Regions from separate parts of the Rattus norvegicus genome. Here region 1 is linked to region 2. Evidence: chromatin contacts called from public Hi-C data. All regions are on one chromosome and are shown on one strand. The core of a region is the stretch at or near the end of the contact, and the rest is flanking DNA. Distances in the headings are between cores, read along the strand shown. Region 1 has its middle 170 kb from the start of Gadd45g. Region 2 has its middle 230 kb from the start of Gadd45g.

Region 1 (2,700 bases), core at 167-2,666, 62 kb after region 2:
GTCGTCGTTGTTGTTGTTGTTCTTGTTGTTGTTCACTAACATAAGTAAGCCCTCACTGATTTCCCAGTCAGTTGTAACAAAGAATCACAGAGCTGAAGAAAATGAAAGCAGAAAGTGGTGCCAAGGGCTAAGAAGATGGCTCAGTCAAGTGCTTGGATACAAGGCTCAGCACTTGAGTGTGATCCCCATCTATAAACCTGCACAGTAGAGACATACATGTGCTGGTAATTCCAACTCAGGAGAGGCGGGTACAGGAAGAGCCTTGGGGAATCACATGACTGCCAGCCTGCTCTAGTCAGCTCAAAGGAAAATGAGAAGTCCTATCTCAAAAAAAAAAAAAAAAAAGACAACGCTCCTGGAACGATATTCTAGGTTGATCTCTGACCTGCAGACACATAGACACACGTGTGCACACATGAAGAGAAATAAGTAAAAGGAATGTGGTGCCCATGAACCCACTTCTGCCATTTGTAGCCCACTTCCTGCCACCTTGAAGCCCACTTCCTGCCACCTTGGAGCCCACTTCCTGCCACCTTGAAGCCCACTTCCTGCCACCTTGGAGCCCACTTCCTGCCTCTTAGGAGCCTACTTCCAGTCAGCATGGTGCCTCTGGTGGTGTTCCTATACCCCGAATGCCTCCCCCTAGAGGTTGGAAGATTATCTACTCCATGGCTCTGAACTTGCCACCCTCTACCAACCCCCTTTATTCTCACGGGTCAGGAATTCAGTCAGGTCGAAGTGGCTTCTGATTCCTCACAAGATGGCCGCTGGGTTTCCATAAAAGGAAACACATTGCCCTCTCTGCCACAGCATCTCCGGCGGCCTCAAAGGTGCTGTGTAGCTGTGATGATGGAGCGGCCTTCCCTACCTTCAGAGGAGATAGGGACGCACCCACAGGGTGACTGTGTTTAAGAAACGTCCCCCACAGTGATGGACAAACAGGACCCAGTGCCCCACCCACCAACACAACTTAGCTGTTGTGTGTCTTTCCTTGCTTTCTCTCCCATGTCCACTCTTAAGAGAAGATCGAATTCTTGAGATGACCCTGCCCAGGGAAGAATGTCCGCCCTCTGCAATCTCCTGAGGTTGCTTTCATGTGTTTTGTAAGACTCGCATGCAGATTTTTAAAAGGGAGAGAGTTCACCCATGCCTTCAAGGTGGCCTCTGAATTATGGCTGAATACCCTCTCTGAGAAAGGCTGCTGGCAGTAAGTTGAGATTCCTTCTCAGGGCATGCAGTAGGCAATGGCTAAATATTGCTTCACCGTGCACAAAGTCTGTCCTGTGGAGATGCCCGTCAACTGTCCAGCTGCCTGCCGTGCAAGTCCCTGCCATGTGGCGTTCCGCCCTGAGTAACTGCCTCTACAGTCATACCATGCGGCCAAAGCCTCTCCCCCTGGACCACACTCCGTCTAGCCAGACGCTACAACAGTCACTGTCCGGGCAGGCTGTGTGTCAGGTGCGTGGCCCGCCATGATCTCAGCCTGAGCCACCCCTATGTGAGGTTCCGTGCATGACGAGAGCAGCTCAGCAGTTCCCCAAGCACCAGGCCCAGGTGACGAGGCTTTTCTGTCTACCCACTAATTGCCGTTTTCACTGAGCACTGTCTGGCCGCAGCTCCAGAATTCCATTCTGACTGACTGACTGCTGCATCGTGTCCCCAAGCAGGGAGTCATTCCTCACTGTCTGTCGGTGTTTGAGATCGGGTAACACAGACACATAGATCAAGGATGTTCACGGTCCTCCGTAAGTGGGTGAGGTCAGAGCCTGACGGTCCATAGACCTTTGTCTTGTGTGGTGTAGACAGCCCAGGAGACGAGTGGGTGGTGCATGGGGGACGAGATTGCCCACATGATTTTCATCTCCTGGGTCTGCAGAAGTCTGCAACACCCAAGGCTGACAGCGCAGCCCAGGAAATGACCGACGGCTTCTTCCTGGCAGATTCCTACTTGTCTCAGAGACCCCCACGTGGGGCCCCGCCAGCTGCGGGAACCACCCAGCAAGCATTAATCAGCTCTGCCGATTGCCCTCCAAGGACACAGTGTACTATGAGGAGAAAGCTTTGAACTTCAGCTGCCACAGCTGGGGGGAACCTGATAGTAGGAAACAATAAACGGCCATCAGTGGGGAGGTCATCGGCTGAGGGTAGGAGTGCTCCTTGTGAGACGGAAACGGAAGCACTGGCATCTAGCCATTTTTCTGCCTGCATCACCAGCGTCTTAGGTGGGCAGGAAGCAGAGATCTGAGGGCAGGGATCCAGGCTCAAACTGTGTGGTAAAGAAAGCACTCTGCTCCTTAGAGGACTTTGAGCCGCTTTGACAGGCTGCTCTCTCTCTCTCTCTCTCTCTCTGGAAGGGACACTCCGCTCTGAAGCAGGTTGCAGAAAGGGGCCTTCTGAGGTGGAAGAGCTTGTGGAATACCAAGGTTCACCTGACTCAGCTCCTTTGAGAGGCCTCAGAGGGAACAAGTCATTGACTTGAAACCCATGCAGATCCCAGTGGTCTGCTGGGCTCTTTGTGGCTTTGGGCCAGCTGGCTCTCTGCTTCGTGGGGGTGGCCTTCACAAAGCCATGTCTTCCTTAATGCAATTCGCTAAGTGCTAGGGCAGGGGCAAACAGAAGCCCTGCCTTCTGCTGTCCGCAAGAGCAGCCCATAGAGAGATAAGGCAAAGCAAAAGTGGGGCTAAGAAGGGCAGCCCACAC
Region 2 (2,744 bases), core at 67-2,566:
AGCCTCTCAGTATTTCCCAGATGGTGTGGTCTTTCTCACACGCAGCATCTTATTGGGTGGTTGTAACTGTTGGCGTCATTTGCTTGACTCAGACACTGCCTTCCTTCCTCATCCACAGGTTCCATAGACATGGACTAGCAAGTTGACTAACTATGGATAGAACACTTAGAGGAAGAAAGTTGTGCCTAGTGTGCTGGTCCAGACTTCTAATCCAAGTACTGAGAAGGCAGGGGCAGGCAGATCTCTAGGGGTTTGTAGCTAGCCTGGTTTATATTGCCCATTTCTTACCAGCCAGGACTTCACAGAGAGTCTTTGTCTCAGGAATAGAGGGAGGGAGGGAGAGAGAGACACAAACAGAGAAAGAGCCTATTGTATAGACAGTTTCCTTGCTGCTGCTCCCCTAAATGGTACAGCATAACCATCCATATAGTCTTTACTTTGTATTAAATCTTACAAGCAGCCCAGGGGTGGTCTGAAGCACACAGGATGTGTGATATCTGAGGATTCTGGGATCCACGTGGGTCCTGGGAAATCCTACACAAGTACCAATGACTGACCACATCCTTCTACCTAATCCATTCTGACCTTGCAGGGGAGGGTGGCAGAAGAAAATTCAGAGTTTACAGAAGCAACTGGGACCCTGTGGGAGAGGAGGCTGACGGTCATTTCGGGTGAGCTGTGGTCAGTCTCCAAGGCAGGGACACGAGCACACTGCTGCCAGCCAAGCGGTTCAAAGTCCGCAGAAGAGAAGGATGGGGCACGTGGAACAGGATGAAACAAGCCCGGGGAAATAATACAGGCAGGGAAGAAAAACACAGGGTAGTGAAACAGGAAAAAACACTTCCAACAGTAAGAAAGCAGACATCTTCACACAAGCCGGGCACACATCTGCCTCTGCTGATCCACCCTGCACTGCAGTCATTTGGAAATGAAGGATTACGGGGGAGGGTGGTCCTGTCTTCCCTCTCAGCAAGGTCCTTCTGACTCCCAGTGGGACTCTTTTTATCTCCCCACCACACACACACACACACACACACACACACACACACACACACACCACACACACACACACACACACACACCACACACACACACACACACACACACACACACACACACACACACACACACACACCACTGGCAGAATGTAAGAGGATAGCCAGCCAGCTGAGCAAAGCCCTTACTCTAGACCTGATAAGCAAAGATAAAAATGTCCAAGCAGGAACTAATTAAAGTGACCTAACAGGAAGAGACACGGGGTGCACAGGAAAGGGAAGTGCCAGGGACATTTGACCCAGCCTTAGACTGCAGGAGGACAGGACTCTGTCTCCTCAGTGAGATCTGCTCTCATGGGTGCCCCACTTGCCAGGTGTCAGAGTGACTTCCCGATACAGTTCAAAGCACATGGATGTGGGAAACTCTCAGGGGAAGCCTTAGCCCCCAAGCGAAATCTGCCTGTTCTCATGAGCTCACAGTAGCAACCACCCAGCAGCTGCCAGATGGAGGGATGGATTGTTGGCAGCGGCCCATGAAAAAGACTGAAGAAGCTGACGTTTATTAGCATAAACGTAAGCCCTCTAGGACTTGAAGACAGGGTCCTCCTTCCAGGTGTCCTCCAGCCAATCTCCCCCGACCTTTCCCACATGACAGAAGTACCAAGAAAGGCTTTCTCATGGCCTCCAAGGCTCCTACATTGGCTGGAGAAATGAGGGGCTAATTTGGGGAGATACAGAGAGGGTGTTTCCCTGGAGACTCTTCGCGTATGACTGGGCAGAGATAGTGACATGGACTCCAGTGTGGCCCAGACCTGCCCTCCACATTGTCACAGGGACACACACACACACACACACACACACACACACACACACACACACCACGCATGTACACACACATACGCACACGCACACATGCACAGGGTATGGTGCCAGCACCTAACAAGCCCTACTTTGGGAAATGATGGACAAGTCACCGTGCTGCTACAGTTTAGGTGTAGAGCGTCCTAGAAAGGCTCACAGTAAAAGATGTGGTGGTGGTGGTTAGTCTGTGGGACAACTGGAAGACGGTCGAAGCTTTAGGAGGGAGAGCCTCACGGGAAGAAGTTAGGTCGTTGGGATGCACCCTTAAAAGGGATAAAGGATAGTGGGACCTTGGTCTGTCTCTGCCTTTCTGTCTTTGTCTCTCTCTGACTCTGTCTCCTGTCTCTCTCTTCCTCCATCCAGCACAAGGTGAGAGGCTTTGGTCTTCCACACACTGCTCTTCACGGCATTCTTCCTCAGCCCTGGTACTAAAGCAAGAGATCCAAGCAGCCACGGACTGAACCTTCTGAAATAAAACGGTGAGCCAGTGATAACCCTTCCTCCTTAAACAGAGTGAACCGCAGTATTTGTCACGGTGGACAACACCACATATTACAACCTCTTGGGTCTGTTTCTTCTCAAGGGTCCCAGAATTCCCCCTGCTAGGTGTTTAGCTTGCCCTGCCCTGAACTTTGTATGCACCTAGCTGTCAGCCAGCCAACTGTAACAGGGGAAACACAGAACCCAGGTTCTTCCCCCATCAACCCTTGCATAATGTTTTGAAGTTCCAACTGAAGGTTTTCAGACCGTTATCCACCCACGCCCAGTTCCCCTCACTATTATTCAAGCCCCCATTTCTCTACTTCTTATCCCTCTGAGGGGCAGGTCTATTTTCCCGCTCAGAAAAACCTAACAAAGATTACATATTATTAATCATAAAGTGCATCC

The links. A called contact is a pair of places that touch in the nucleus more often than the background predicts.
Region 1: a Hi-C map of kidney shows a contact between it and region 2, with 5 times the contacts expected there. The contact joins two enhancer-like sites. A contact is called at or near these places in 2 of 12 Hi-C or Micro-C datasets (kidney and liver).

What each region holds. Positions count from the first base shown.
Region 1 is chr17:13,358,160-13,360,859 of GRCr8, forward strand. No RefSeq gene overlaps it. Among named protein-coding and RNA genes, the nearest start is that of Gadd45g, 170 kb to the right of the region's middle. Within about 2 kb of position 1,417, at least 10 of the 93 cell types and tissues checked have an H3K27ac peak or open chromatin away from gene starts, as enhancers often do. A contact at or near this core is called in kidney and liver, where this site is marked.
Region 2 is chr17:13,296,050-13,298,793 of GRCr8, forward strand. No RefSeq gene overlaps it. Among named protein-coding and RNA genes, the nearest start is that of Gadd45g, 230 kb to the right of the region's middle. Within about 2 kb of position 1,317, at least 22 of the 93 cell types and tissues checked have an H3K27ac peak or open chromatin away from gene starts, as enhancers often do. A contact at or near this core is called in kidney and liver, where this site is marked.